Linked DNA regions of Mus musculus: regions 1, 2, 3, 4 and 6 are each linked to region 5. The links are chromatin contacts, called in public HiChIP or PLAC-seq and promoter capture Hi-C maps. All regions are on one chromosome and are shown on one strand. Each heading gives the region's core, a stretch centred on a gene start, on an enhancer-like site or on the middle of the called end of the contact. The rest is flanking DNA. Distances are from core to core; before and after follow the strand shown.

Region 1 (3,087 bases), core at 356-2,855, 770 kb after region 5:
GGCCTGGCAGTTAATGGTGCCGAAGCACTGTGGCAATGTATCAGGAGCCCCTCATATCGCCACTGGGCAGGATCCAGAACCAGGTTCAAAGGTTTCCTTTTGCCAGCTGGAATCCACTACCTAAAAATGCTACAGTGGTTGGGAAACAAACATTCAAAATGAAGGGAGGGGGGGCGGGGGGGCACTTCAGATTCAAACCATAACGACCTCTTTAAGGCCTCCATGTCTTCACCAGGAAAATGGGGGTTCAGATGCAGTCACCTCATTGGAACCAAGCTCAGGGTAACAAACAGCGGCTGTTTGATCGATTTAGAGCGCCTGGGGAGAAGTTGGGTTGTGGGCAGAACGAATCAACTGCTCGTTGCTGACATACCCTGCGCCTCTAATCCAGGACTTGGTGACTTACTTCTTGAACCTGAGGCAGGCGAATGTACAAGAGACCCCACGGTGGGAGCAGGAGTACCGCCTGACGGAGGCCTACCAGGTGCCGGATGCCAGCGTCAGCTCCATGCACACGGCGCTGACCCGCATTGCCAGTGAGCCTCACATCCTGCAACGTTATTACGTCTATAACTCGGTCAGCTACAACCATTTGACCTGTGAGGACAGCTGCCGCATCGAGCACGTTTGTGCTATACAACACGTGGCTTTCAACACTTATGCTACCTGCTTGCATGGTCTTGGTGCCAAGCTGGTGCCTGGTTTCCTGCTCATACTGACTCTGCTGCCAAGCCTGCACGTACTGGAGGTGTTATGACTGTAGGCACTGCCAGCCCACCCACTGACTTGGTTCATCTTTCTCCTGGTAAAATTGGGCAACGTTACCCAATGGAGAGAGATGAACTTTTGCCATCAGTCTCCCCCCGCGGAGAGTAAAGTGGGATGGGACACCTGGATTCACCAGAGAGGGCGCTAAGAAGCACAATTTCTTCCAAGTTTCATGTTTTATCCACAAAACTTGTTTGCGGTACATGTCTTGGTGCATTATTCGCTTTAATACAAACATATCAAACCACCATGAACTTGATCACCACAGTGAAGTGAGCCGACGGGAAGATGGGCCTTGGAGATTCTGTGCTTTCGATGTAGTCCCTGCTCAAGGTCTGAACTGGGAACGTACGTGGTGTGCAAAACCCCTTAGTACTTTTAAATAAAAGACTTTTTTGATTTGGTTTTGCAACAGTGCAACCGTGAGGGATCACAGCTGCGGCCGGTAACTCTAAGGCTCTAGTCTTTCTTAATAGCCACTCTTGTTTCCTTGAGACTCAAAAGCAGAATTCAAGCCGGGGGTGGTGGAATCCCAGCACTTGGGAGGCAGAGGCAGGCGGATTTCTGAGTTCGAGGCCAGCCTGGTCTACAGAGTGAGTTTCAGGACAGCCAGGGCTATTCAGAGAAACCCTGTCTCGCAAAACAAAAACAAAAAACAAACAAAAAAGAAAAACAAAACAAAAAGCAGAATCCAAACCAGTAGAGGCCTAGCTCTGCACAGGGCAGGCTGGGGGCGGGGTCTGGGCGGTGGGGCCAGTGTAGGGGCGGGGCCGCGGGCTCGCTCCACCCCGGACGGGGCGAGATGGGGAAGTTCCGCCCAGCAGCCCAGCCTCCCGGACGACTGCCCCGCCCCCTTCCTGCCGGACTAGCGGGGCGGGAGGGCAGGTCCGCGGTTGTGTGGTTGCTTGGAGAGGATCATGCCTCTGTCCGTGCACCACCATGTGGCCTTAGACGTGGTCGTAGGCCTGGTGAGTATCTTGTCTTTCCTGCTGGATCTGGTCGCTGACCTGTGGGCCGTTGTCCAGTACGTGCTCCTTGGCCGTTATCTGTGGGCCGCGCTGGTACTGGTCCTGCTGGGCCAAGCTTCGGTGCTGCTGCAGCTCTTCAGCTGGCTCTGGCTGACAGCTGATCCCACCGAGCTGCACCATTCGCAGCTCTCGCGTCCTTTCCTGGCTCTGCTGCACCTGCTGCAGCTCGGCTACCTGTATAGGTGAGTGCCCGGCCCTTTGAAAAAGTGGGTTGACAGCCATCAGAACCAGTTCAGTCTTCTTTCCTTGGGCGGAGATGAAAACACAGGGCCAGGAACAGAGGAAGGGAACATCAGGGTCTTGGAGTCAGAGATGCCCCTCACCTTTCTTGTTCATTTCTGTCTTCTGCGAACGTTTGCTTCCCCGTCAAGGACTGAAGAGGGTCCGGCTTGACTCATCCGTGTCCCCGGAGTCAGCCAGGAGTAGACATAGACTGGTTCTTGGAAAATATATGTGGATGGTGTGTGCTTTTCTCAACTGGGAAGGACCCAGGGTCAGTCTAAAGTGAGGACAGTGAGACAGACAATCCCTGGCGCAAGTGCTGGCCTGAGAACTTTTTCTTCCCCGCCTCTCCCCCGCCCCCAAACTGTGACTAGTCCCTTGGGTTGTTAGATAGGAGAAAGCGAAATCAAGGGCTCAGAATCTTGTGATGAAGGCAGGGCTTCATGGTGTGGGTGAGGCTGGGCTAGGGTGGCCGGATCCGGAATCTTGTGGAAGTCTCAGATCTTGGGAAAGCTGTATATAGTCTCCAGCTTGCGGGGAGGGACCTCTTGAATGTTTGCATTTTGCCTGAACAATTGTATCATCTTGAGTACAGCTCAGATGACTGCGAAGGAGAGTTATTACAGGCAGGCCCCAAGAGAAGAAGGTGTTGGATCCCTTGGAGTTACAGGCGAGGCACCTCATGTGGTGCTGGGAGCCAAACTCTGGTCCTCCACAAGAGCAGTGGATGCGATTAACAGCTAAGCCCTCTCTCAGGCCCCTCCTGTTTACTTCTTAATTCCATCTCCCATCTCTGAAATGGGGCTCTTGTGAGTAGGTAGGACAGGGTTGTGATGCGCCTGGGATCGTACCTGACCAGCAAGAGTAGAAGTTGAGTTTGCCCCACTTTACGGACGAGGAAGCAAGTTCCATGAGGTTAGTTAGGTGGCTTGCTCCAGGTTCCGTAGCTTTTAAGTGACAAGCTAGGATTGAAGTCTGCCTCTGTGCACTCAGCTGTAGGAGATGGACGACGTCACAGAAGGTTGACCTGGCCCTCCGGGCACCTGTGTGTCCTGCCTAGGTGTTTGCA
Region 2 (2,997 bases), core at 353-2,852, 1.0 Mb before region 5:
TCTGCATAACTTCCACCCCCATTGCATCTGGTGATCCAGGCCCAGAGGAACGATAATGCCGACATTTGTCTAAAACTAACTCCAGAAGCAAGGCTCCAGGCAACTTCTGGGCACCCAGTGTGGGTAAACGTAGACGGGACAAGCTCTGGCAGGCTTTCGGGTCTCTCAGCAACCAGGTCGCCTCCCCCTTTGCAAACCAATTCTCCAATTCAGCTCAACCAATTTAAAGAAAAGGCTACCTCCGCGTCTTCCAGGACTGAACAAGAAACTATTGGTGTTTCACACTGCATTGTGGGTCTCCATTTGTACTCAGTAACGTGATCAGAATGGAAATGTTAAGGACATTTTCCCCCAAAGTTCAGACACTCCCACGGTTCCAAGGAGTACCCTGAAAGGGAAGATCTTCATCATGGTGTCCCCGGGTACCCAACAAGAACAGTCAGCTTGGGGAATCCACCAAGCCTCCTCTCAGTGCATAGCCTGAGGCAGCCTAAGGGGCTTCAGGGGCTGCTAGGAGGAAATCCCCCAGGTTAAGGCTGAGGGTGGTGGTGGGGCCTTGTCTCTTTTCCTATCTAGGGCAATCTGGCTTTCCTGACGCTAGGGAAGGGATCCAATATTCTGGCCTGGTAGCCCTCCCACCTCTCTAAAGCTTTCCTTGGGGGTTCCCCCACAAGGATCTGCAAAACATACCACACACACACACACACACACACACACACACACACACACACACACACACACACACACTTCCACCCCTGCTCCTTCTTGTCCCATTATAACCTCGCTCCTAGAATGCAGCACATAGCCTGTGAGGTTGGTTGTTCCTGCCCAGGGTGTGATCCTGCTGCACAGGCTGTCTCCCATGCCTAACTTCTGCAGACGACACTGAATTATTCTCCCCATTCCACAAGCCACAAGCTCATAGGCTTTACTCCAGCCCTGGTCCTCCTTCTCCATGGCATGCTACCTCTGGTCCTCCCATAATCCTTCTGCTCTCCCCACTCCCTTACAGTGACCCCCCCACTGCTCCTCCGGGGGTGGGGTGACCTCAAACGTTTCTTCTTCCGGTCCCCTCCTTGAGGCTAATTCCCTTGGTGACCTCTCCTCACCCCTACCGGGAGGTGCTCCCCTACATAACTGTCCGGCTGTCAGGGTCCTGCTGTCTTCGGCCTCGCCCCATCTTCTGCCACCTGCCCACTTCCGCCACTGGGCACCGCACGCATGCAGCTAGGAGCACACCCCCAACCCGCGTGCCGGGGGAGCACTTCTCTACTCCCAGCCCAGCCCAGCCCGGCCCGGCCCCGGGATCTCCAGGAGCAGTCTCACCTGTGGTCAGAGCAGAGCTAGGAGCTGTCTGCTGCGTCCCCCGCGCTGGAGTCGCAGATAAAGGGGTAGCGGCCACGCCCCAAGCCCGGAGGGCGGCGCTGGGCACCGGGAGCTCAGCCGCCTCCGCCAGTCTGCAGCTTCTCGCCTGGCGTTATGCAAGCTCAGACTGCAGGAGGGGTCACTCCACGACGCATCCCGGGACTTCCTGCGGCCACAGTACAGTCTGAAAATAGAAGGCCCAGAGAACCTAGGCTCAGATAAGAGGCTGCAGACTCCTGCAGAGTTTACCCACTTCCCCAAAGCGCAAGCTTCGCTCTGTGATAGTTGCAAGAGAGTCGGATGAGTGTCCCAAGAGCTCTGAGGCAAGCTTGAGCTCAGCACATACCGCTCATGCCTCACAGGGCTACTGTAGTCCAGATGTCGCTCTCCCTGGGGAGCTGCGTCCCAAACTGGGCTCTCTGGCTTATCAAAGTCTCATCCCGTGATCTCTGACATTTTCCCTGTCCTGATTTGTCTAGATCTCTGTCAGAACAACCACTCCTGGTTGTCACATCTTCCAGGTATGGGACCAGCAGAGAAGGTGAACAGCCCAGTGGGTTTTTATAGGCAGGGTATGCCTCCAATAAATACTTTCTTACAGTGCCTCATGTGCCTGCCCCTTCTGTGGTGTTCATACCTAACAAAAATGGAGTACCAGACCGGGTCTTGAGTAAAGAGGCCTGATTGGTAGAGGCTAGGGCCCTGTCCTTTACTGAGCTTTTGAGTCTAGAGCCCTGACACATTAACAGGATTGAAGCCTGTTGCTACCCCAGCTCACCCTGCGACCTTGGACAAACCTTGCTCTTTTGGGCCTCAGTGTTATAGAGATGGCAGTACCACTTGACAAGGTGTTTAGGTCAAACGGTGGACATGAAGGTCTTTGGAAACTGCAAAATTTCCCTCTGTACTGTGATGAGCATATTATCTTAAGAGAATTGTATGTGAGAGACTGGCCTCTCATTCAACAAATTCAGACAAACGCCCACATTTCCTGAATCCATGGGGCAAGCCGACAGGCCTGCCATCCCGTGCCTACTACTCTGGAGACTGAGGCAGGAGGATTATTTGAAGCCAGGAGTTCAAGGGCAGCCTGGGCAACATATGGTGACTGTGTCCTGATAGGATGAATAAAAATGAGAGACTTTGCAGACAGTGGTGGCAGCGGTGGCACACGCCTTTGATCCCAGCACTCAGGAGCCAGAGGCAGAGGCAAGGGATCTCTGGGTTCTGGGCCAGCCTACTCTATGGAGCTAGTTCCAGGAAAGCCAGCGCTAAACAAAGACATCCCATCTTAAACAAAACAAAACAAAACAAAACAAAACAAACAGTAAGGACTTAGAAGAAGCCTCGGACTCAGCTTCTATTTTTGGCAGGAAGGTCAAGCTCTCACTGCTTTGATTCTTTGTTTCCGGTTGGTTTGGCTTTTGTCAGAGGTGGTATGTTTTTTGTTCATTTGTATGTTTTTAAAGGCAGAGTCTCACCCAGCTCCTGCTTGGAGCTCACAAGTGAAGCAGAGGCTGAGGTCTCCGGCATACACCACCACATCCTGTCCCCTCTTGGTTTGTTTTCAAATCCACGGTTTATATGTAATGTTCTTGGCCTGTGGCAAGCGGTGAGCCAAGCAGTTGCCAT
Region 3 (3,015 bases), core at 489-2,988, 550 kb after region 5:
CAGTGGGTAAAGACACGGGTGACCAAACCATAGTAGGAGGGAATGAGCTCCTGTGAGCTGTGCTCTGACCTCCAGAGGAGCGAGACAGTGGTGAGGCAGAGGCCCAGACACACACACACACACACACACACACACACAGACTTTGTGACACAGCCGTGTTGTGTCAGGAGTGGCAGCCCCCCTGCTCTCTGCTCAGGAAAGGTTCCAGCAGAGTTCTCTGTCCCTGACCTTGTTAAGGACGCAGGCTTCTCCATAGGTGTGACAGGAGACACAACCCTGGACAAACAAGCTGTATGCCTGTATGCGTAGGGCAAAGGCAGCCAAGTCGCCCAGCTTGGGCTGTGTGGTTATTTGCATGACCAGCCTGGCACTTCCTTGGTGCTGGCTACAGGGACGAGTCAGCTCAGTAAACAGATCCTGTAAGGATTGCGGCAAAGCTTCCATCTGGAATCATTTGTTTGTTCCGATAAAGAACCTCTGGATCTGGATCGAATCGCGTGTCCCGTGTTCTTGTGTCCGGGAGCTCACCAGCCCTCCCCTCCCCTCTCCTCTCCCCGCTCCTCCGCCCCACTCCCACCCCCACAGCCTCTGACAGGGCATTACGTCTTCTGCTTGCACAGTGGGTGCATGCAGTTGGGAACAAGCTGGGGTTTTGAGGCCGAGAACTTGGGGCTGGGTTTCTCTATCTGAGTTTCTGAGGTCAGGCACTGAAACCTGGGTACTTGTGGCTAGGTGCTTGGACTTGCTGTCTGTATGAGCAGACAGACCTGTTCCTGCCCCTGTCTCTTCCGGGTAGCTTCACATTAATGACGCTGTTTGTCCTGCCTGTCTATCTTAGGAGATGGCAGAGGCTGAAAGGCAAGAGAACGCTCTCCCTGGCCTCTTCGCCTGCCTTCCTGGGACCCTTCCCTCTCCTCACCGGGAGGCCTGGGCGTCCTAGTCTTCCACCCCTCCCCCCAGCCATCTGCTTAAAGGACGTGGCTCCTCAGTTCTTCACAGGAAGCCACAGGCCTCTTCTGCTTCAGCAACCTCCGCTGCTGCTGGCCCAGGCCCCTTTCCAGGTCAGCTTAGTAACGCCCGGTTCTCAGCATTTCCCTGTACCGCCAGCCAAGAAGCCTGGGTGGCGGTGGCGTGTTTCTCTCTTTCTCCTCTAAAACCTTATGGCTCTGTCGGGGGGTGGGGGTGGGAGGTGCATAGGCTGTGAACTTGAAGACAGACCTGATGGCAGAGAGGGTCCTGAATTGTGGAACTAGGGGTTTGGGAAGGAGAGCAGGAGGAAGGTCCTTCAGAGACCCTGGGAATGATCACTCCAGCGTCCAGGCTTCCTGCTGCAGAGCAGAAGCCGAGGTCCATTCATTTCAGTCTCGGAAGACTGTGGTGGAGACTGCCCCAGGGAGGGCTTTTAGTAATTGCGGAGCAGCTCAAGGATAATGAGGGCTGATGAAGTCTAGCCCGGGACTACAGTGCCACCTGGTGGTCATGTTCGTACACTGCACCATGAGATTGTGGCGCCAGCCTTAGGAGGGGCTGACTGTTAAAGGGTACCAGGGCCTGGAAGGAAACTCCCTAGATAAAGGGATTTGATGAAAGGTCAGGACTAAGTCAGCTGACATGGTATGCCTGTAGTCAAGTGCTGGAGGAGCCTGCGGCCGAATTGTTGAGCCGAGGAGTTCAAGGGCAGCCTGGTCAGCACAGCAAGAACTTGACTGCAAGGTGCTGGAGAGACGGCTCAGCAGTTGCTGCTCTTCCAGCAGACAGAGTTCCATTTAGTGACTCACAGTGACCTGCAGCTCCAGCTCCGCCCTCTTCCTGCCTCCCTGGCACACACCCATCTTTAAACCTTCAAGCTAAAAACAAAGACACATCCTCTAACGTCCACACTTGGGAATGACACTCTTGGTCTGGATGAGACTCCTTTAGCACCATTTGACAGACGAGAAACCTGAGGACCAGAGATGACCTTGACATTGTCTTACAGCAAGACAGTCAGAAACCGGGGTCTGAATTTATTTTATTCTATTTTATACTTGGGATGGAGCCCAGAGTCACTGAGGTCTAATTTGGGGCTCGTCTTAAGATGTAGCTCCAGAGTAAAAAGCATTCTCTGTTAGTTTCTAGTCACCCCCTTTGTGACCAAACATGGCACTGCCCAGCACCAACCCCACTTTAGTCACCAAAGTTGGCACTACAAGATGGCTTTTCCCCAAAATAAACTCTGCTCTGAAGCAAGAGGATCTGAGAAGGCCAGGGGTTACAGAGCGTGTGCGTTTGCTCAGCAGACACTTTAGAAGAGGAAGCCCAGGGGGCTGGAGAGATGACTTCTTGGTTACAAGAGCTCCCTGGTCTTCCAGGGGACCCGTTAAGTTCCTAGACCTCACATCAGGGAGTTAACAACTGTCTGGAACTATAACTTTTCTAAACCGCACACATGCACACACTTAAAAACAAAATCTCATAACTGGGTAGTAGTGGTATACCCCATTCAATCCCAGCACTCAGGAGGTAGCTAGCATATCTCTTCGAGTTTGAGGCCAGCCTGATCTACAGAGTGAATTTCAGGATAGCCAGGGCTACATAGAGAAAGCTTGTCTCGAAAACCAAAAACAAACAAAACAAAACAAAGCCTTATAAAAAGCCAATCGCATTAGCAGAGGAAACCTCCTGGCTTTAAAGAAAGCAGATTTGGGACCCTAAAAACGCAAGGAACTTGTCAGGCTGCAACCCTGCAGCAGGGCCATGACTCAGTGGTGTGTCTGTCTGAAGGCCACTGCCAGAGACAATTCTAAAAGAGACAGATGTCACGTGGCCCTGCCGCTGCTGTGTGTCATCATGTCGTCTGGTGCTGTGTGAACGTAATAATCAAAACCCGTGAAGACAGACAAGGGTAGGGGTTATCGAAACAAATGGGGGTGAAGAGAAGGCGAACAGGAAGGAAGAGGGGGCCTCGTGGATTCACTCTGAGCTGCAAGTAGGCAGGAAGTAGGTTCCTTGTGCGGTGGGGTCCTTAGCGCCTGG
Region 4 (3,192 bases), core at 613-3,112, 790 kb before region 5:
TAGCTATTTGAGGAAGTGTCCAGTGGGGGATAGCCTCTATCAGACTGGCCTGTAAGCACATCTGTGAGGGGGTTTGTTGATTGCCCAATGTGGGCAGTGCTATTTCTAGGCAGGCCAGCCTAAACTGTTTAGAAATGTAGTTGAGCCATGACCCTGGAGCAAGCCAGTAAGGAGCCTCCCCCACCCCCCACAGTTCCTTCCCTAGTTCCCTCCCTGACTTCCCTCAGTGATGGATGAATTCCCAGTGACCCTAACCCTGAAGGTTTAAGTCAAACAAACCTTTTCCTCCCCTAAGGTATTTTTGGTCAGCAATTTTTCTTTTTAATCACAGCAACAGGAAAGCAGCTAGAACAGGTACGTCCCTTGACGATCCCGTGACATTTTATGACCACAATAAACAAAAAGACTACTCTCATGAAGAGATCTCTTCCTAGTCCATCCTGTTTAACACTGGTAGCCGGCGTCTACTGAGCTTTCCTATTTCCCCCTACTTTCCAGGGCAGGAAGCAAGTCTTGACTGACTCAGTATTCCCAGAAAACGTGAGCACCAATAGGAGGATGGCCCTCAGGACAAACTCTGAATAGATTGCTGGGCTTTTATTAGGAGGGGCTGGAGGACGTTACACTAGGGTGCGAGTGGGTGTTCTAGGAAGACAACTTTTGGTCAATGTGGCAGGTGTTGGTTTCCTCGCCTATGAAAGCAGCAGGGTCAGTAGTAAGGTCTTTACTTTTGGAATATGGTTCAGATTATATAGAAAGTTGCCCAGACCCCAAATATTAGTTTCATAAGCAGATGACAAAGGATGATCCTGGAGGCACTGAGATGCTTAGGGGGCAATGAAGGCAGGATCAACCTTACTAACAAGCAGTAGGTACAGAATAATAAAGAAAAGAATGGGCGTTTCTGGCAGATGCTTACTCAATCTGTGTAACTAACGACGGGCCGGCCAGTTGGTCCTGGTTTCCAAGTGACTGTCACCCCGATCTCAGGGCAACTCAGGGTTATGACTGACAACTGCTGGGGGCATTTGAAAGGTTTTGTGCACGTATTTGAAGAACTCCGGGGGACTGCAGTCCTAGGAGACCTGTTTTGTGTCCGTACACCCGCCTAAAATGGGTCCCAACTCCGGTTCAGGCCAGCTAGGCTGCGCGCCGCAGCCAGGTAGGCCACACCCTCTCTCTCACCCAGCAGGACGCCCCGATCCTCAAGGCCGGGAACAATGAGGTTCCGGCTTCTTTAAGGGAGATACCACCGCGCCGGTGGGGCAGGGGACAGCATCCTCCCAGATGATCGCACCCAGGCCCGCGTCGCTGCCTGGGCCATTGTGCCACCCGCAAACACAGCTCGGTGCCTCGGAACGTAGGTGCAGCCAGCCTCCCAGCACTGGCCGCGCCTCCCCACGGACCCGCCGCCCAGTCCCGCCACCAGCGAGGAAGATGCACCGGGCATCCGGCCCCAGCGAACCGCGCGCTCCAGCCCGCCGCTCGGTAGGTCTGAAGAGGGCGGGCAGCGTAGCCCGCCACGGGGCACGAGCACCGCCGGCTCGGGCCAGCGGCCGCAGCTTCTCTGGGGTCCCGGGACGCGCCCCCCGCTGCGGCTGAGGGCGACCGTCCCCTGCCGCCACCCCTGCAGGGCAGCATTGGTCCGCTCTGCAGCGCGCACACCGCTGGAAACGCTCGGCTGTGCGCCGCGCCAGGGCAGCGACGGAGCGCAATGGCCAGAGCCCGCGGAGGAGAGGCGGGCGCTCGCCCGGCAGCAGGCGGCGCTCGGCTTGCGCACGCGCGCTACGGCAAGCCGGAGGGGGCGGGGCCCGGCGTGAGGGGGTGTGTCCGCGCACCACGGGGGCGCGCGCCGGCTTCTGACTGGAGGCCGCCGCGGCCGAGGGCGCGAGCTGCGCGATAATGGCGGCCTGCAGAGCTCATGAGAGGGAGAAGCGGCGGCGGCTGCCCTGAGGTAAACCTGGCCCTTCGCCGTGCCACGGATGCCCCGCAGTCAGAACCGGTCTCCCTGCATGTGTCTCTGTCCCCAGCAGGCCTGTCACGGACCTCTCAGTGGAGTCATCCCCGGGAAGGCCCGGTGCTGCGCCGGCCACCGGCCGGGGACTGCGGCCTCCGTTCCCGCCCGGGCCACTCCCGGAGTCCGGTCCCCTAGGCTGCAGCCGCCAGGAGTTGAAGCGACTGCGAGGCCCGCTCAGGGGCCACGGGAGGGTCCCTCGGGGTTTCCAGGGACGGCCGCCCGGAGTGAGCTTGCTGCTTGGCCAGTGAGCGCGCCTCGGCGACAGAGCGAGCACCGCTGGCCTTACTTGTCCCCGTCCCCGGCACCAGCAGGTGCATGTCCAAGCCGCCGGTGCCCAGCCCCGGAGGGAGAATGGCAGGCAGGCAGGCAGGAGGGTCCGGGACGTGCCATCGTAAGGCGCTCGGGTTCTCGAAGGATGCTTCAGCAGGGCGTCTCTCCAGCCAGGACCCCAAGGATTTGATAGACACCGTCCTTTCTTATGCAAGGAAGGCGTTCTTCCTTGGGGGGGGGGACCTCTGGCAAGTGGGAGAGGACAGGGGACCGCTGCAGAGAAAAGAGTCACTTGGAAGTGCCTAGTAACCGGGAATCAGCACAGAGCAGGACAGAATGGCCCGCCCGGTGACAGGAAACCTGACATTGGGGAATCCAGGAAGAAATTGAAGGGTAGGCGACCAATACAAGGAAGTAACTCAGGGCAAACCTCAGGAACAGTCATTTTCTTTTAAATCTGGCCAATGAACTTAAAGTAGTCGTTCCGGGAGTCTCCGGTTCCCGGGGCAGTCACTTTGTTTACCTGGTTGTGCAATGTAAATACAATCTTACTCTTCCTGGCCGGCGAAGACAGTGACAGTGAGTGAGGGAGCGTACTGCAGACTCTCCACTCAAAAGAACATTTCTCTGTGGGGCCTGTGCTCCAGCTTGCCTTTAAATGATTTCTCAAGGTACAGCGCCAAAGGACTTTGTCAGAGGATTCCCTGTGATGTATAGGATGCTCCCCCTTTGGCCAGAAAAGACCTAGAATTAAATAACTATGCTAAACAACGATAAAAAGGTAGTTGACTTACTTCATTTTGAGGGAACAGCTCTGCAAAAACTTTATTTGTGCCCATTTTGTAAGAAACAAATAACTAAGCATGCTGGTGCAGGTCTATAACCCTAGTTTTTGGAAGGTGGAA
Region 5 (2,999 bases), core at 131-2,630:
TTTCTTCTTCCTTTCTTTTTTTCCTTTTCCTTTTCTCTCAAGACAGGGTTTCTCTGTGTAGCCCTGGCTGTCCTTCTTCTCTGGGATCTACTCCTGTTCACTGAACACCCCTTTACTACCGTGAGTCCTCCCGTCCCGCTTCTCTGAATCTAACTCCCTTCACCCTCCTTCCCTTGCTCTGGGAGCTGCTTCTGTGGAGATTTGCTGTCAGAGTTCCTGTCACTTAAAAGGCACCTGTAAGCACTTAGAGTTGGGTGGACCCGTGGGTCGGAGGGACTGGGGCTTTCCTCCCCCCACTAGTCAGATTCCTCTTCATATATTTTGACCCTCAGGGCTGGCCACACCTTTGGCAGATCCTTTGAAACCCGAGGACCTGCTGCAGTCCTTCCCAATGGGGTTCAGAGCTTCCTTCCTGCCCTGGGGACCTTGCCCTCTCCTACCGTGAACCCCTCCAATCTCTGATGGCGCTTTCAAATAGATACAATCAGAGGTAAAACCCTTGGTGTCTGGGCCAGTACTTGGAAGGGGAACAGAAGGGCTATTTGTGCCGTGGGGAAAGTGGGCAGAGCTAGGATGGTTAAAATTCGAGATGTGGAGTCGTGCTTGGGAATTGGAGGAATCCACGTATCTCAAGGGCTCTGATGAATGGTTGAGTTTGTTCGTTCATTTCCGTCCAGACTCAGCCACTGTCCTACAATTTGACATTGAGCAGGGCATCGCGGCTTCTTCTGAGTTTCTTTCCCCCTCCATTTGAAAGATACCAGGACGTGTCTTGTGGGCTAGCAGGTGCACACGCAGGCAGAGTTGGAGCTGGAAAATAATTTTGCACACCTTGGGGTTTTCTAAGGGCCCCACGAAGGTTGGCGGACCAGGAGCAGCGGCTCTGGTGTTTGTTTTGCAAGCTAAGTGCCTTCCTGGTATGCGAGTAATCCAGTCATATGCCCATCTTCCAGTGGACACCAGTCGTCTCTCTGCCTTAACCACCCCATAAGCCCAGAGAGATGGGCGGGAAGGGCATCCTAGGAGACCCGGAGCGCTAAGTTCTAGGCTAGGCTCTCACTGTCACGCGGGCCCGGCAGAGGAGCAGAGGTGACGCCCAGCCATTCTGGGTAGAGACTGAAATGTATGACTTTTAAACATTACCATCGAATTTTTCTGAGGTGATTCCAGGCGAGGAAAGTGACCGTCACTTATCTACCCCAAATTTGGGATGATGCCCAAACGGAGCCAATCTGGGAGAAAGACAGGGAACTTGAAACACTTGGGGATACGCTCCTTGGCGGGAGGCAGGGCAGATTCAGGCACAAAAGTCTCGGATTGGCTGTGCTGCCATCGCTCCGCCCCATGTGCTATAAGATGCTGGGCGGCGCGTGCGGCCTGGGTGTGGGCTCTGCGGCCGCCTCTCACTAGTCTCGTGCCCAGCATCTCTCCTCCCCACGCACCGACAACCCTGGGCCGCCGCGGGGCGGGGGATGCCGGGCTGCCGAATCAGCGCCTGCGGCCCAGGGGCCCAGGAAGGGACGGCAGAACCGGGGTCGCCCCCGCCGCCACCCCGGGAGCCCCTGCCGTCCCTCCAGCCCCCTTCCCCATCGCCGACCTCGACTCCGACCCCCACTAAGTCACCGCCCTTACCCGAGGCGGCCGAGACACCCGTGGAAGGGCAGGAGCTGCAGCGCTGGCGCCAGGGTGCTAGTGGGGGGTCTGGGGGCGCGGGCCCGGCGGGGATCGCGGGCGCGGCGGCGGGGGCAGGGGGCCGTGCGCTGGAGCTGGCCGAAGCGCGGCGGCGACTGCTAGAAGTGGAGGGCCGCCGGCGCCTGGTGTCGGAGCTGGAGAGCCGGGTGCTGCAGCTGCACCGAGTCTTCTTGGCTGCGGAGCTGCGCCTGGCGCATCGCGCCGAGAGCCTGAGCCGCCTGAGCGGCGGCGTGGCCCAGGCCGAGCTCTACCTGGCTGCGCACGGGTCCCGTCTCAAGAAGGGTGCGCGCCGCGGTCGCCGGGGTCGTCCCCCGGCGCTGCTGGCGTCCGCGCTCGGCCTGGGGAGCTGCGTGCCCTGGGGCGCAGGGCGGCTACGGCGCGGCCAGGGCCCGGAGCCCGACTCGCCCTTCCGCCGCAGCCCGCCCCGCGGCCCCGCCTCCCCCCAGCGCTGACCTCAGTACCCCGGACCCCTGGCTTCCCGAGGCAGGCGAGTCTCCAGGTGCGGGAGGACAGACGGACGGACGGATCCAGGTGCTGGCCAGATGGACGGCGTCATCTACGCGGAGGAGTCAGCTGGGGGTCCATGGGGGGCCCTGAAAGTGACACTAAGGTGCGGTGTTGTTGACTGGTGTTATTTTGGATACAGCGTGTGTCTGTGTTGAGGAGTGTAGGATCCGGGATCTTCCATGTCTGGGCGGGCATCTGTGGAGCCCTGATAGAGCTGTCCTTTTTTTCGTGGCTGGTTAGATGACAGTGCCAAGTCCCCTTATAGAGATGAACTAGTGGAAGGTGTTCGGCTTCCGGAGGGATTTGGTGGCAAACTTTAACAAGCTGGAGCTTGCTGCAATATTGCAACATCTGCTCCCTCACCTGTGCTAGTGTGGTCTCTCCTGGGTCCCCTGGGACTGTAAAAACCCTGCCCTCAAAGTTGCTGGCTTCTACACAGCCCAGCTCCATCCCTTGCAAGGAGAAGAAGAAGAAAGTCCCAGGATGGAGGAGGGCTGGCTCAGGGCTGTATGACTGGATTCTCCTCTGAGTCTGTGACTCCCATTGGAGGAGACAGATACCCGGAGAGGTTGAAGGTTTGTCCCCATCATACTTAGGTCTCTCTGCTTCTAGGTCCCAGCGTTTCCCATACTCCTAATGATTTTGGTATCTGCTTACAGCCCGATGGGGATATTCAGGATGAGTTGTTTGTCACCTGCTCAGCTAGCAGCCCTCCCCAAGGCATCTCTAAGATAGCTCTGCCAGGGATGGAGCCAGGTGACACTCTTTAACAGCCCCAAGGGAGCAGGCATGGCATCAGC
Region 6 (3,206 bases), core at 283-2,782, 520 kb after region 5:
TGGCCTGGATCTGATAGAACTTCATCTGCCTTCTCCTCCATTCTCCCCTCTCCTCCCCGCCCCACCCCTTCCCATTCTATTTCTGTTTCCCCCACCCCACCTGTCTTTCTGCTTATATCGCTCAAGGTGGTCTTGAACTCGTGACAACCTCCCTACCTCTGTTTGCTGGATGCAAGGATTATTATAGGCATGAGCCACTAGGCACAGCTTTGGTATGGGGAGGGCTAGTTTCTTCCCCAAAGTTCCAATGAGAAAAGCAAAAGTCCAGAGAAAGCTAGCTCTCCTTGAGGTCTGCATAGCAATTAAAGGCCCATTCTTGCTAAGAGAACATGTCTCTGAGGCAGGAGACCCCTGAACACCAAGCGGCACCCTCTCACTCCCTCTGTGGTGCAACACACCCGGATCAAGGACCAAAAATGGGGACGAAGGCAGGGACCAAAGTTGGCTGCCAGCCTTGAGCCTGCAGCGGCCCAAAGCCAACTGGCCTCACTGCCCTGTGTTGCCATGGAAACAGCCCCTGCGGGCATTGGCGGTCAAAAGCAGGATTTCCGTCGGGGCTGCCAGCAATTCCCGGATCCCGACAGGGACGCAAACCTTGACCGCCACTGCGGATAGGGAAAAGCACCCAGGGAGGTCTGATGCCCCAGGGTGAGGTCTTCCCCAGGAAACCCAGATCCACGCCTCCAGCTGCTGGAAGGAATCCCCAGGGTGTCTGGAACCCGCTGCCCCACTGATGTAGCTAGAGGGTCTGGGGGGAGTTTGCAGACTCCCCGCTTCCCTCTGAGGAATCCAGATAGCCGGCCTCTGAGACCCCAGAACTGCACTCTGGACTCCGAGTTCTGCAGAAGTCACTCTCCTAGACCCCCTTCTCGGGAACTCGCGACCGATTTCCTCAGTATCCCCTCCCCCTTTCCAGTTTCCCCACCTACTACCCCTCTCTCATACCCCCTCAGCTTCTTTCCTTTTTCTCCTCCTGAAAGCCTCTCAGGGCTCTCCCTAGACGCTTTTGGGGGATCCCACAGTGCCTTCCTGTACTTTCAGCCCTCTCCCCAAATTTTATCAAATTTACAACACAGTTTCCCTCTCTTTCCCCATTTAGACTTTTAGGGGGAATTTTTGGTCTGCCTTCGCCGTACTGCCTCGGCCTTCTCCTAGGTTTTTATCAGCCTTTTCCAGCTTTCCTTAGTTTTCCTTCTTCATTTCCTTTCTGAATGGGATCCCCACCCCCATCTCCCGCTTTCAACTTGCTCAGCTCTCAAAGTTCAGGTTTACCCCCAAATCTTCCCTCCAAGGTGAGGACGGTTAGGGGCGGGGCAACATTTGCCCTACCAGCCCCCACCGGGTTTGGCCGCCTACCTGGTCTCAAGGGAGCCAGCTGCGGGTGACTCGATCTGGGGCGAGCCAACCCTAACTTCCAGCAACCAGGAGAGGCGATGTGGGGGGTAAAGTGAGGTGCTACCCGCCTCTGCCCCTACTACCTACTCTGGGGAGGGAGGAGGAAGCCGTCTCGGACTTCTCTTATTTTGGTGACTGCGGAGGAGGAGGCGGCAGCCAGAGAAGTCGAAGTCACGCCTCAGCCCCTAGACTGCTGCCCAAAGCCAGGAGGGGCCCCCAGATCCAAAGTCCGCTGGCTCCCACTTCCCGCTGTGGATGGGCTCTCCCAGCGCTGTCCCTGCGCCCCAGCTCCTTCCCAAAGGTTCCGGCCAAAGGGACCTGTCCCTTTAGTTACTAGAGTGGGATACCAAGGGGGTGGGGGGTTGGCCATCCCAAAGGCTCCCACTCCCCACTCATCTCCTAGGTAGGAAAACACAGAGCCAGGTCAGGATAACTTGGCCCAAGTTCACATAGCCTGTAGCCTTTACACTACTGTCACTACATTTGCCAGGGATCTTTTGCCTGTCACTTATACCCTGCCGCCTCATCTTTAGGAACTGGGCGGTGGAGATAAGGCCCTTGCCTTTGGGTACCTGTTTTTCACAACAATCAGCTCCCATCAGGCTACTGCCACACACAAGTTTTAGAGAAGCTGAGGAGAATCCTTAATCAATCACAGTGTCTCTAGGAGAGCCCTCCCTATACTCCCCCAGCCCGATACCCACCCTCCCTTTAAAACCAAGAGTTATTACCAGTATTACCTCTCTAAAACCAAGGTGCACTGAGACCCAGGAAATCCCCCTGCCTGGGGAGGGAGAGCTAGGGTTGAATTGGAAATGTTTGTGGGAGGGTGAGGGCTTAAGGCATGGAAGATTCAAGTGGGTGTCCCCGGGGCTATACTGATGATAGGCGATGACGATGCGTGACTGGGTTTAGAATCAACAGCTCGGACACATTATGCAGTCAGGTGTGCTTCTGTGTACAGACAGGGGTGTAGGGGGCTGTGTGTGAGCGCCCTAAAGTACAAGTTCAGGAGGATCATGGTGACACACACGGTGTCAGCAAGTGATGGATGCAGATAGGAATGCTTCTCTCAATGAGCCATGGCAAACACCTTTAACTCCAGCACTTGGGAGGCTGAGGCAAGCAGATCTTTGTTGAGTTTGAGGCCAGCCTGGTCTATGGAGTGAGTTCCAAAACAACCAAGGCTACACAAAGAAACTCTGTCTCAAAAAACCAAATAAAAGTGCTTCTCTCTTAGGAAAATATGAAGTGGGTGTAGGAGGAAGAAAGGAAATGTAGTGGAGGTTCAGGGACTGTGGGAGGGTGGCTTTACCCTGCCTGGATAGCACTGCCACCATTATAGAGCATCCTCTAAGTTGGCCTTGGCCATTGATCCATGTGTGCAATTAACAAATAAATGTATATCGTGGCCAATGGGAGCCCAGCCATAGGGAGCCCAGATACAAAAGGAACAGCCGCACCAGCTGCACTCCCAGCTACTCAAGAGGATGCTTGAGCCCTGTGGATTGGAGGACAGCCAAAGAGGAGTAGTGATTCTCTACCTGAGAGGAGGGAGGAAGGGAAGAGGAGGAGGAGGAGGAGGGGGAGGCAGAGGAAGGCAGGGAGATAGGACAGGAGAAGGCAGAGATTAGAGGAGATGGGAAGAGAAGACAGAAGAGGAGAGAGGAAAAGAGGAAGGAAGAAAAAACAGGAGGGAAAAGAGAGAAGCAAGGGAGAGAGGGAGGGAATAAGGGAGAGACAGAAGGACATACACTGATCTTGGAGGAATTGCTCTGTAATTCTTCTTCTAAGTCCAGCTCCTGGGTGGC

Evidence for each region. Promoter capture Hi-C pulls out the DNA fragments that hold promoters and counts their contacts. HiChIP or PLAC-seq counts read pairs in DNA pulled down with a chosen protein or histone mark. Capture Hi-C pulls out chosen DNA fragments and counts their contacts.
Region 1: a promoter capture Hi-C map of liver shows a contact between it and region 5, with 2.2 times the contacts expected there. The contact joins the promoter of Xkr8 here to the promoter of Trnp1 in region 5.
Region 2: a contact with region 5 is called in a promoter capture Hi-C map of pancreatic islet. The contact joins the promoter of Paqr7 here to the promoter of Trnp1 in region 5. A contact is called at or near these places in 1 of 115 datasets of contacts at active chromatin or transcription factors (pancreatic cancer cells) and 1 of 9 other capture datasets (pancreatic islet).
Region 3: an H3K4me3 HiChIP or PLAC-seq map of forebrain shows a contact between it and region 5, with 4 times the contacts expected there. The contact joins the enhancer-like site here to the promoter of Trnp1 in region 5. A contact is called at or near these places in 1 of 39 promoter capture datasets (embryonic stem cells) and 6 of 115 datasets of contacts at active chromatin or transcription factors (embryonic forebrain, embryonic stem cells, forebrain and 3 more).
Region 4: a contact with region 5 is called in an HNF4G HiChIP or PLAC-seq map of pancreatic cancer cells. The contact joins the promoter of Pdik1l here to the promoter of Trnp1 in region 5. A contact is called at or near these places in 2 of 39 promoter capture datasets (neutrophils and pre-B cells) and 3 of 115 datasets of contacts at active chromatin or transcription factors (embryonic stem cells, memory CD8 T cells and pancreatic cancer cells).
Region 6: a contact with region 5 is called in an H3K27ac HiChIP or PLAC-seq map of embryonic stem cells, with 2.9 times the contacts expected there. The contact joins the promoter of Fgr here to the promoter of Trnp1 in region 5. A contact is called at or near these places in 8 of 39 promoter capture datasets (the 3T3-L1 cell line, embryonic stem cells, hematopoietic stem and progenitor cells and 4 more) and 4 of 115 datasets of contacts at active chromatin or transcription factors (embryonic hindbrain, embryonic stem cells, forebrain and 1 more).

The regions. Positions count from the first base shown.
Region 1 is chr4:132,731,064-132,734,150 of GRCm38.p6, reverse strand. Xkr8 (X-linked Kx blood group related 8) reads left to right here and starts at 1,605. Exons shown (of 3, transcript NM_201368.1): 1 at 1,605-1,978; 2 at 3,079-3,087. The coding sequence starts at 1,686. It overlaps Smpdl3b (sphingomyelin phosphodiesterase, acid-like 3B), which reads left to right. Exons shown (of 8, transcript NM_133888.2): 8 at 392-1,185. The coding sequence ends at 757.
Region 2 is chr4:134,495,366-134,498,362 of GRCm38.p6, reverse strand. Paqr7 (progestin and adipoQ receptor family member VII) reads right to left here and starts at 1,602. Exons shown (of 2, transcript NM_027995.3): 1 at 1,327-1,602.
Region 3 is chr4:132,944,159-132,947,173 of GRCm38.p6, reverse strand. No RefSeq gene overlaps it. Among named protein-coding and RNA genes, the nearest start is that of Gm36518, 15 kb to the left of the region's middle. Within about 2 kb of position 1,738, at least 276 of the 459 cell types and tissues checked have an H3K27ac peak or open chromatin away from gene starts, as enhancers often do. A contact at or near this core is called in embryonic stem cells, forebrain and stem cell-derived neural progenitor cells, where this site is marked.
Region 4 is chr4:134,285,923-134,289,114 of GRCm38.p6, reverse strand. It overlaps Pdik1l (PDLIM1 interacting kinase 1 like), which reads left to right and starts at 1,862. Exons shown (of 3, transcript NM_001163794.1): 1 at 1,862-1,954.
Region 5 is chr4:133,496,931-133,499,929 of GRCm38.p6, reverse strand. It overlaps Trnp1 (TMF1-regulated nuclear protein 1), which reads left to right and starts at 1,380. Exons shown (of 2, transcript NM_001081156.2): 1 at 1,380-2,302. The coding sequence starts at 1,473. The coding sequence ends at 2,144.
Region 6 is chr4:132,972,421-132,975,626 of GRCm38.p6, reverse strand. Fgr (FGR proto-oncogene, Src family tyrosine kinase) reads right to left here and starts at 1,532. Exons shown (of 13, transcript NM_010208.4): 1 at 1,357-1,532.